Regions from separate parts of the Mus musculus genome. Here region 1 is linked to region 2. The links are chromatin contacts, called in public HiChIP or PLAC-seq maps. All regions are on one chromosome and are shown on one strand. The core of a region is the stretch at or near the end of the contact, and the rest is flanking DNA. Distances in the headings are between cores, read along the strand shown. Region 1 holds the start of Uckl1 (uridine-cytidine kinase 1-like 1). Region 2 overlaps Dido1 (death inducer-obliterator 1).

The links. HiChIP or PLAC-seq counts read pairs in DNA pulled down with a chosen protein or histone mark.
Region 1: an H3K27ac HiChIP or PLAC-seq map of double positive thymocytes shows a contact between it and region 2, with 4 times the contacts expected there. The contact joins the promoter of Uckl1 here to the enhancer-like site in region 2. A contact is called at or near these places in 2 of 39 promoter capture datasets (the HPC-7 cell line and liver), 3 of 115 datasets of contacts at active chromatin or transcription factors (bone marrow-derived macrophages, double positive thymocytes and embryonic stem cells) and 3 of 9 other capture datasets (adipose tissue, liver and pancreatic islet).

What each region holds. Positions count from the first base shown.
Region 1 is chr2:181,578,125-181,583,710 of GRCm38.p6, forward strand. Uckl1 (uridine-cytidine kinase 1-like 1) reads right to left here and starts at 3,849. Exons shown (of 15, transcript NM_026765.3): 1 at 3,732-3,849. The coding sequence starts at 3,844. It overlaps Zfp512b (zinc finger protein 512B), which reads right to left. Exons shown (of 17, transcript NM_001164597.1): 17 at 3,979-5,586. Uckl1os (uridine-cytidine kinase 1-like 1, opposite strand) reads left to right here and starts at 356. Exons shown (of 3, transcript NR_027289.1): 1 at 356-504; 2 at 2,319-2,504.
Region 2 is chr2:180,679,722-180,685,855 of GRCm38.p6, forward strand. Dido1 (death inducer-obliterator 1) reads right to left here. Exons shown (of 16, transcript NM_175551.4): 5 at 5,243-5,455; 6 at 4,088-4,307. Among named protein-coding and RNA genes, the nearest start is that of Gm22502, 15 kb to the right of the region's middle. Within about 2 kb of position 4,575, at least 6 of the 459 cell types and tissues checked have an H3K27ac peak or open chromatin away from gene starts, as enhancers often do. A contact at or near this core is called in double positive thymocytes, where this site is marked.

The sequences.
Region 1 (5,586 bases), core at 2,599-5,098, 900 kb after region 2:
CACCCTGACTGGGCTATCAGGCTGTGTCTGTACCAAGCCCAACTCCCCTGCCCTCCCCAAAGTTAACAGCTATCTCCTACAGCCAGAGATAAGGCAGCACCCATTTCTCACAAAAGGTGCCCCTTGATGGGAAAGTTGCACAAAATACTTCATTTCTTATCTACAGACAAAGGGGCTTCTGGCCACAATGCCAACTTCAGCTGTACGAACAGTATTAAAGAGCCACAGTGAACACAAGATGCTATCAGAACCCACAGCCCCAAGCCAGCGCCAGCCACATCTGCAGCCGAAAGAGCTCCCAGGAGCACCTGGCAGCTTGTTTGTTTTCAGATATCCATGGACACACATCACACACAAGTCAAATGTGGTCAGTTCCATTGGGAAGTGGGGTTTTCATCAGCAGGGACTCTGCGGCAACTCACCTGCTTTCTGCTCCAAGAGTCCAGCACCCTGAGATCCTGATGCCAGGGTAAGCTGGGGGACTGCTCATAGCCAAAGATGCAGGTAAGCACAGAGGGCTCAGAGGTGGATGTCCCTGGACAGTGGGATGACCCAGGTATGTGTGGTATAGGTTCTATCAGTTAGAGTATCACTACCTCTTAGAATTACAGTTGTCTCTAAAGACAGCTTGGGAGTTCTAGCCACCTGAACTGGTCTTCCATGGGTGGAACCACTCCTATGGGCAGCCCAGCTGAAGAGCTAGGGGGGTTGGACCCCTACTTGCAGAAGTAGGTTGCTATATACAGGGAGTAGGGCACAGCAGCTAGGAGGCCCTGGGAGCCCTACTGCACTAAGGAAACACACTCAATGCTAGTCTCAGAGGCTAAGGCCACACACACACATAAGAGGATCACCCAGTCAGGGCTATGCCCAGATATTAATAGTACTGACTCTGGCCTGCACAATCCCCAGGCCAGTTGCTGTGAGTGTACTTCAGTGTTAGCTGCTTGCACATTGACCTGGACTTGCTGGGAACCACTAGTACCTCTCCCCAAATTTTCTGGAAGAAACACAGTTCTGCCTCCCAATGCATACACAGCACGACAAGGAAATCTGAGGCCCCACCAGGCCAGGCGATCTGAATGTCAGTGCTGAGCTGGGTGCCCCTCCCCTGGCCCCAAGGTGCCTCCTACAAGGATAAACAAATCTGAAATTCTACCCTAGCACATCCAAGAATAACTGTTCCACCCCACCTCACACAGGCTCCAGTAAGCCCGATGGCCACCTTGGCCTCATCAGTCAGCAGGGGACACAGCAACCTCCCTGCCCACAGCATGGAAAGGGAAGATCCGGTCCCAGCCTCAGCTGAAATCCCTTTATTGACTTAAGATCTAATCAGAGAGGTTTTGCTGGCTTTGGGGTTCTCGTCAAGGGGTGGGCTGGCCTCATTGCAACCTCATCCTACCTGGCTGGCCTACAGCACTAAGTCTGGCAGGGCTCAGAGAAGGAAGCTTCCAAGTGGACTTCATGCATCTGAAAAGGAGCCACTCTGGGAGCCGCCTCGGAGGCAGCTCTTCTCACTACCTAGGTAACTTGTGGGTATGTCTACATCCCCAGACACCAGGAGCAGGAAGAGCCAATCTCTGTTTGCATGTGCATGTATGTGTTTATAGTTTGTCTGTCCCTCTGACTCTACCCTTAGATATGGTTGGCTGGATATGCCCTAGGATTGCTCTGGGAGGCTAATATTGTTCTGGGCAGGGGTGCAGAGTTAAGGAGTCCTAGGGAATCAGTTCTCTAAGTTTGGCTGGCTAAGCACAACAGAGGATCCTGACATGTTCCTTGGGTACCCCAGCAGGTCAGGATCAGTGGGTAGCAAAAAGGCCACAGGTCTGTGGGAAGCTAACATCGTGCTGGTCTTAGAAAGGGAAGGCTTTACTTAATTCCAGATTTGTTACTGCTTACAGAATAGACCTGTCCCACCTATTGATTCACTAGACTTGGCTCCAAAATACCACACCCTGACCCCAGAACTTCATCTTTACCTAAGATACACCAGGCTACCTGGCTACTACACTCCTTAACTTCCATCTTTGAGGTTTTCTTCTTTCAGGGCTCCATTTTAGGCCTCAGGGCTGTCTGAGGTAGGTGGTGCTGGAAGCTGCTGCTCAGTTTTCATTTTCCCCTGGCTATCCCTTAGGTAACAGCGCTGTCATCTATGGCTCAAAGCCACTCACCAGGGAGTTGCTGCAGACCTGTATGTATCCTTATACAGAGAAACAGAGAGAGGCTACTGAGGACCTAAGCCGGTGCCTCATGGATAAGGAAACTCCATGGAAGTTAGAGCTGCCCTGTAATTTGCATCCCCCATATCTTAGAAACCAGAATGAAAGGCCTACAGCAGAGACTGAAGAGAGGAAGGCTCATCACTTGGACCACCAAAGAAAGGTCTCAAGATCCCTCTGCTATGGTTAAATCTAGTCAAGCAACCCATCCCGGTGCTACTGTGGAATTCCTGCAAGAGGCAGAAGGCGGTTCAGAGTCATCAAAGCCATTTTTACAAGGTAGACATAGGACTGGGGGATTAAAGGCTTTCATGGCCTCACTTGCCAACCTGCCTCCCCCCCCCCCCCCCAAGGCTCTGGGTGAGTACCTATTAACTTCTCTCCACTCTCTAATCCCAAATCCATCTCCACTTTGCATATCGACATGAAAGCCAATGGCGGTGCTGGCTAAGGTCAGACAACTCCAAGGAAAAGGCCTCAGGGGCAGGCAGATAGGGAGCCAGGTGCTGGGAAAGGCAATAGGAGAAACCTCAAGCTGGGCTTTAGTCTACCAGCGACTCCCTCCCCTACTGCTGCCAGTGCCTGAGGCACCAGGGCAGTTTGTATCTTCTCAAGGTGTATCCCCAGGAACCTTCGGAGGAGGAATTTGGCCACGGCCTCACAAAGTCTGACTCCTGGTCAGAATGCCTGGAGTGTGTGAACTAGCTGGGATTCACCTCATCCACTGCCAGCACCTCACTTTCTAAAGGCGTCCGGGGTTACAGCTTCTCAGGCGGTGCACTGTGGCATGCAAAGCCGGAAGACATTTGGCCTTCAACTGACTCATACAGACCGGAAGAGGTGTCACGAGCAGTTTCCAAGCATGGTCACTGCCCCCTGGCGGCCACGACCTAGAGTTGCTACAAGTGATGATCAGGCCGAGTGAAGACAAGGACCCTTAAGTCTCCTACTTCCTACAAGGACCCTTATCTCCCCTTCCATTCTCCTGAAAGCCTCGAAAGTCTCAAAGGCCCCCAAACTCTCGGACAGGTGGCAATCACCACCCCATCTTACATTCACAAGCACCACTGGCCGCCAGGTGCAACTTTGCGCTCAATTTCGACGAACTCAGAAGGTCGAACACGCCTACCGCCCAGCTGGGGGCCCAGAGCCAAGTGCGCACCCACTAGGAACAGAGACCCACGCTAAAGATGTCAAACAGGTTTCCATTCTCAGTGCCTCCAAAAGCTGGAGCTTGGGCCAGTTCCGCCTTCCGTCCGCTGGGGCCCTCCAGGTCGTCTGCCACCTCCCTCTCCCTGGCAGGGGGTGGCTGACACATAGCCCAGGAGGCCCCAGGGCGCTGGAGAGCCGCCGAAACCTGTCCAGGATCCACAAGGCTGTAGAGATCAAGCTGCCCATCTATGGAGATGCCGGGAGCCGTCCCGGCTCTAGGAAGAGATGCAAGCCGTGCTCCGACCCCTCCCAAGAGACAAGCGCGGCCCCTGCCTTATTCAGGCCCGCGCCTACCGGTCCTCGCACGCCGTTTCATTCTGCTCGGCCTGGCGGCCAGGCACGTCTGGGGCCACAGCAGACTGCAGGGGCGAAGGGGCGGCGCTCATTGAGGCCGGCGGCGCAGCCATGGCGTCCCGAACCTGGCGGAGGCCGGGGAGGCGCACCGGGAGGCAGGCACGCTGCGGACTACAATCCCCACAAGGCCGTGCGGCAAGCCCCGAGAATGACCTTTGCCTCAACACAAACTCAGCCACACAAAATCCCTGGAAAAAAAAAATCAATAAACATTTATTTGATACAGTGACTTTAATACATAGTTGATGGCCCACCACCGCACCACTCCGGGCCAGGGGATGAGGATGAGGACAGATGACCACAAGGCGGGCAGGACCAAAGCTCACCTCAAAACATCTTGCAAATAAAACACTTTGTAGATAGAATATATATGCATGTATATCTATGGTTACAAGTGATAGCCAGAAATGCACTTGTGTAATGAGAACTGCATTATAACCAAACCAAGGAACCCAAAGTTTAGGAGGCGCTGCAGTCAGGTATGTGGGGTGACCTGGGAAACCAGGTCTCCAGGGCAAGGGACCTGGGTTTCACCCAACAGGGGAACAGCTCTCCCTTCAGAACCACCATAGGGACAGGAAGATCCCAAAGCCTCCAGGAGGCACCATCATCTGCCTGTGCAGGAACATAAAGTGCACCCTGGTTCTGCATGAAATGTCTGCCCTTGGCACTTCTGTTTTTTTAGGGCAGGGCAAGCGCTGAGCCAGAGGTAGATCTGTAGAGACCCTGACTTTTGCATTTTGCCAAGGACCCAGGGTTGGTTTGGCCCTCTAAGTCTATGCCCACCCACCTTCTGTAGCTCTGCCATGATGGTCCCTCTTACTGAGGATCTGTGTAGGCTGGTGGTTACCTTTGGGCCATAGTAGGGAGGTGGGCAGACCGATGAGCCCTGCCACCATGGAAGAGCTTTACAGTCTAGTTTGCCACTACTTACCAGTCACCACAGGCTGGTACCTATCCAACTGCAGCTTTTGACAGCTGCCCCAAAACTGACCTCAAAGACTGAGTTAAAGTGCTAACATCAAGTTACCCAGAACAGTCCCATAGCAAGGCTGTATATGGGCTTTCTGGTTCGTCCTGGAAAACTCAGCCCCCAGCAAACCCAGGTCCTACTTCTCCCTACAAGTGCCAAGTACCTGAGAGGCTAGGGTGGATGGTCACACCCCACAGAGGTGTTGTGAAAAGTGCACTTTGGCCCCCTTCCCTTCCACAGTTGCACACAACCACTCCAAAGCCCCAGCCTACCCTTTGACACTGGATCATACCCACCTCTGTAGCCACCTCTGACCACATCAAAGTGTGTAGGAATTGGAGAGTCCATTCAACACCTACAACACACCAGGCCATGGTTACCTTGCCCAGAGTCAGAGCCTTTCTAAATACATGTGTACAAGGACCTCACCCCAAATCTCCCTGGAGCTGGCCTTCTTGGAAACGCTCCCTGCTGAGGCTGGGGGCAGGTGCTAGTCAGTACCACAGCAATACCTTCGGCACCAGGAAACCCTTAGCACCATGACATTAAGATTGTTGAGTTTTGTATAAAAAAAACCCAGAATTAAAAAAAAAAAAAAGAAAAAAAAAAGGTTGCTACTTGTCACAGCAACAAGACTGGCATCAACAACATCCAGGAGACACACAGAGGCAAATATCAAAATTCACATCATCCAGGATCAGAAGCAGAGACCTCAGTCCACCCCTACCAACACTATAAAAAGCTCGTTCCAACCCCCTCCAGCCTTCTCCTGGTGTGGCTCACAGCAGGGTTGGGAGATGGGGATAGGGTTAGAAGGTAGAA
Region 2 (6,134 bases), core at 3,325-5,824:
CTTACATTGTTAGTCACTGGAATACAGTGTGGTGAGGGCCATGTGGGTGTGTTCAATCTGCCCAGCTACGTGGAAGCTGAGCTGCTGTTTCTCAGATTTCCCCAAACATACCAGGTACAGATGACTTCAGCCAAGTTCATTTTAACCATTATTTCTTTGTACCAAGTTATTACAACAATCTGTGTGCCTTCCTAGACCCTCCAGACCTAATGGGGCCAATGCTGGAGGTGCAGTGGATAACCAGGTGTAGAGAATGCAACCAGTTACCTTAGGTTCTTGCCGAGCTCTTCCAGGTTTGTGGCAAATCAATGTTGCCCAAACCTTCTTTAAAGCAGCCAAGAATCTGATCTACGTTTACACTCTAACTTCTGGATACTAAGCATGTTAACTATGTGCATGTTGGTGTGTATCAGAAGCATTTTATCACTTTATACTAATGATTGTGGCAGGCATCTTCAGAGGAGACCTTTGCACTCTTGAGATCAGCAATGCCATCAAAAGGATTTTCTTGGGAGTGTTAACTCTGATCCACAGCTCCTTAAGTTTACAGGAAGGTCATTCAGAGAGGTGAAGGACACAGGGACAGCTATAGGACTGGAGTACTCTTAGGGGCTCACTTTGCAGGTTCAAGTTAATGCTATGATCCAATTTTCTCAACAGTGGGCTTTTAAAAGACTTATAAAAAGCAAGATACCAAAAGAATGTAACCAACAACCTAGTAAGTTTTAGCTCTATGTATATTATTCAACAGCTGCCAAGTTTAACCCCCTCATTACCAATTTTGTCCCCCCCCCCCCAAACTGGGAGGGGCTTGGTTAAGATGTGCAAAGCCGTTCTCCTATCCCCTTTATTGCCACTAACAACTGTGAAGACAAATAAACGGCTCATGCAGCTGATAAAACACAGGCCCACCTGTAGGTTTCTAGTACCCGCCACAGGGCGCCTTCATGACCCCATGAAATGTGCTCCTGAAGCCCACACCTCAAGATGCCCTGGGAAACCCCATGTTCTCCCTGCTCTACCACCCACCTGGTCGCCTGTGCAGGATGCAGCCACTCCCCAGGTTTGAGTTTGTAGGTGGATGGGGTTTTGCTTTAATTCCCTACAGCCCGATGAAATGTCATGTCAAGATCCATTCAAACACCAGTGTTTTAAGTCACTTGATGAGCCATTTAGTGAGTCCAAAATACTAATTATTGTGATTATAAGTATAAATACTAAATTTTGTTTCAAAACTCTAATAACCCAAGAATATTTTAGGCAAGTGTTCAGCTCACTACCCTCCCCTGGCAATGGGAGGTGTCAGTGGAAATAAAACACAGAAGGATACAAAAACTGTAACAGCGATATCAGAATCTTTGGAAATTTTAAAAATGACAATTGTTTCTATAAATTAAGGAAACTGTACAGATATTCTAGAAAGAAAAAATATATAAATCAGGGGAACAACTGTTTGTGAAATCGAATCACCTGCATGTGGAGGAGTGGTTTCCTGTGCAGAGCAGCATGCTGCCTGCCTGTATCCACTCAGAGGGGCAGCAGCTCAGCTCAGCTCTGCCATGCAGTCTTCTCAGTGTACATGGTGAGCATCCACGAAGAATGTAGAAGTGTTTCCAGCACTGGCTTCACTTTGAGCTTCCCTCCCTCCCCTCCCCTGTTGTGTATTCTGCACACAGGCAGTGGGGAGACAGGGCCAGAGTCCTTGGGACACAGTTGCATAGACTGTGTGGTGCCCTCCCACTGTGCAGAGGAAGAGGGATCAAAGGGGACTGGTCCCATTTGGATAGCAAGAGGCAGAGAGGAGACACTGCTCCTCACTGATGACGACACTCTCAATGTTAGGATGATATCATTTATGGGATGGGGGGGGGGGGGGGTCAGAAGAAACTGGTCTAGAAACATGTCCCTGATGCATGCTGTATTTTGAATGCTGATCATTTTTGAGATGCTGGTATGCTGGGAAGATTAATCAATTGTTAACTTGTCCTACCCTCCTGCCCTGAAACCCATCAGTTCCACCTCCACTAAGGATTGAGTCAATTGTGAAGGACAAGGTGGGGGAGAGAAAGGTCAAAGAACCCCTGAGCATAAGAACTGGTCGCCTTGTTGACCCCCTGGGGGACTCCCCCTCCCCCCTCCTCATGGAAGGGAGACAGAAGACAGTACTCAGATTTTAGGCCCACTATGTTCCATCCTCCTCACCAATCCTCCAGTGCACGGGACTTTTTATGATGCCACACGAGGGATATACTTACCAGGGTCTGAAACTGAAACTAGAGATTTTTAACTGCTTCTAATGTGAGACCCTGAATCAGAACTTCAAGAGCTGGTTTTCCATTCTGGGCACACAGATGAAGATGAACTGAGTTGTAATCAATCTTCAGCTCTCAGGGATATGACTACACTCCCGGGTTTCTATCGTTTATTGTTAGGTCTACAGACACTTAAAGCACTTGAACCCTATACTTGGCAGGTTTTTCCCTATTCTAAGAGGTGTACTTGGCTCTAAGTCTACTCATTAATTAGTTCACAATGCTGCTGTTGTAGAGCTGCTGTAACTGAAGGAACACCAGACCTCTCATCTCAAACTACTCAACTGCCTACAGCGCACTAAGGCCTGCCACAATGCAGTAGAGCATGCTAATTTACTGCATTTCTTAGGTCTTTTACATTCCCTCCCACTTGCCCTAGAGAAAGGTTCTTACTCTGCAACCCCAGCTGGCCTAGAACTCACGATGTTCCTGTCTCAACTTCTCTAATGTTAGTCTAGGCCTGCAATACCACGCACAACTGCATTCTCACTTTGTAAACCTACGTGCAAAAGGTCCTCCCCTAGTTAACTTGCTGAAAGGCTAACAAGAATGTGCCATGTTCATATTATTACGATTCAGTTCTCTTTACCCCTGTGATGCTTAAAAAAAAAAAAAAAAAAGAAAGAAAGATAGATATAAAATGCACTAATGGGGTGGGGCGTAGCTGTCAGTAGCGCTCCAATGCATGAAGTTCTGGGTTTGATCCCCAGCACCACATGCCTGTAATCCCAGCACAAAGGAAACAAAGACAAGAAGATCAGCAGTTTCAGTTACCATGGCTAGAACTGCAGCTCAGCTGGTAGACTGCTGGTCCAACACTCTGAGTTCACACCCCACAACATACATCAGGTGTGTGCCTGTAAGTTTCAGCACTCTTTACAGGTGGGGGCAGGAGGACCCCCAACTTTACAGAAAATTTAAGGCCAGCCTAGGCCATGAGACCCCCTTATCTGGGGCTGAGGGTGGACAGAGATGGAACAAAACACTATCATGAGAACACAGATGAAAATTCACTTGAAACCACTGTACAAAAAGTAAGAAAGGTGTACCTTGTACAGCAGTGAAACAAGAATGGCTCCAAACTCAGTGATCTAATCTTGGGTTTCAAAAGTTTACTCAAACTATAAACACTGATTTGAAATCTGGGGCATCTACGAGTCTGGAAGCTACCACCCACAATTCTCACTTTGATGAGAATACTGCTGTAGGTGTATGGTCAGCACGATTACTCACCATGGGATCTGAGCAGCAGATGACCTTCAAAATTCAAACCTGTTTATGTAGGTGTGTAGTATGTGAAATAGACACAAATTGTCTACCTGTCCTTTCAAAAATGCCCTAACTCATGAAAAAAATCACTTTTCTATAGAAGAGCAGTGGTGACCATGTGAAGAAAATAGGTAACGTGGGAAAACTCATGGTTTGTGCTGGGCTGTCCTGTGAGGAACTCAAGTCTGAACTGAGTCTGAACAGTGCACTGATGTTGTCCCATCTTGTTGAGAGCAGTTCAAATACTTACCAAGGCCTAAAACTGAAATAAGAAATTGCCTCCAACATGAGGCCTACACAGCTCTTTAGGAACCACCCAGAGAGGCTCCACAGGCTAGGCAGGAACACCTGGGGTCCAGAGGCATCTTGGTATCTGCTTCTGGCTGGCAGTGAGCTGCTGGCTACTATCAGCACCAGAACACCCAGGACTCTGGTCCTAGACAGCCCCAGGCAGCCACCCAGATGATGGGAGGGGCCTGGGAAGCCAGCCTTTGGGTGATACGTACATTTACTCAATAGGGTGGGCGAGAGTGCAGTGGGCTTCTCTGGCTTCTCTGGCTTCACAGCATTGTAGTTGTGGTCACTTGCCCAGGATGGTGTGCTGCTCTCACAGGCTGCCTCCTTCCCAGAAGTCTCACTCCTGGAAGCCAGCATCACTTTCTTCACTGGGTTTTCCCTTTTCTCTGACGCTAGTCTCTTGTGCACAGAAGAGATTTTAATCCCCACCTGGATAATCAGTGAAATCCCAATTATTAAGGTTTGAAGTGACACTTTTGCTTCAACAACCAATTAAAGACATATACACCTTTTATTTTAGAACCTGAAGACCCTTCAAACCAAGCTAGGTAGAATCATGTGATCTTTTTTATGGCTACAGCCACACATCAAAGAACCCTTAGCATTCTTTTTAACACCTGGGTAATGGGAAGGCTCATATCTGTCTATAACGCAGCTGAGGCATGAACCAGCCAAGATAAAAGCATGAACCAGCCAAGATAAAAGCATGAGCGCCTTCCGGCAAGGCAGTCAGACAAGCTGAAAACAAAGTGAAGGGGGCTGCGTGGGCACAAGGGTCTGTAATACCTAACAAGTGCTATCTGCATTCCTACTTATGGGAGTTTGAAGATCCAAAATAACAGTCCTAAAAAATAAAAACTATGTCACTTAGGCTTGGTGGCACAAGACTGTAATCCCAGCTGAGTGGGAGGCTAAGGGAATAAAATTCCAAGTTCAAGAACTGCCTGTACTACAAAACTGCCTTTAAAACAAAAGAAACACTCCCCCCTAAAGGGATATGTAAAAATCATAAGACTGTTTGCATGCTAGGCACTCTTATCACTGACTTATCAAGGCACAGAGCCTTGCCTAGAACCTATGTCTCTGTCTAAATGTCAAGTGCACTTTGCATAAAGCTGTGTGGTATACATCCTGAAGTCATACTTCTTTAAAAAAGCCACATGGTTGCTTGCTTGTAGTATATTCATGTTAACTAATAATCCCTCAGTGAATGGGGGAAGAGAGAAGGAAAATATGATCTATATTTTCCTGACAGCTGCTGTCCCCTGCATTGCTCAAGCAAACAAGACACCAGTCTATGAAGAGTCCTCTCAAACACTTCCTGTTTCAAGTAAGTATCCTGAAGGTGACTGTTGTCAGCTTACCTGAACACTGCATTTTGGAAGACTGAACTTTTCTGGCTTCGTCTTGACCTTTTCCTTGGGTTTTGTTTTTTGTTCTTTACCTGAACTTAGAAATCTCATGGTAGCTGCTGCGTGTTTGAGAATGCAGTCATTACTGCAATACACAGAGTCAGGCTGTGCTACACTGGAACACCCAGGGCCAATGCATTTAGGAGCACCAGGAGCCTCTACGACCTGCAGAACAAGACAGGCAACTTCAGACATCATGTGTGCAGACACTAGTGATCAGTGCTCAGTGACAGCACTATTGGTGGTCACTGGTATTAAGACACTAGCAGGAATTTTTATTTGGTTGTTTTTTGAGAGAGGGTCTCACTATGAAATTCTGGCTGCCCAGAAACTTGATATGCAGACCAGGCCAGCCTTGAACTCAAGAGATTTGCCTGCTTCTGCCTCCTCAGTGCTGGGACTAAAGGTGCAAGGTGTACATCACTATGGATGGCTCTAATAATAGTTTTATATGAATAAAAATTCATTTTTCATTTGTTAGCTGTGCATGATGACATAATCTTTTAACACCATTCTAGCACATGGGAAGGGAAGGCAGGAGACTTCCGAAATTCAGGTCAGCCCAGGCTACATGGTAAGACCTATCTTTGTGAACTATACAAACCTATTTTCCTTGACTGCCCTGGCACACAAACTCTGCACACATGGGAGCTTCAGATCTATATGCCCTCTAAACATGTGCAGGTCCCAAATGAGGTAAGAGTAAGAGAGGAGCTGGAAACATGGTTCAGAGGATGCTTTTACAGAAGAGCAGTCTAGTTGTTAGAACTCATGTCAGATAGCCCTGTCCTCTGAGGGCATCTATACTGTTGCACACTACTCCCCTAGACACACATGTTAAAAA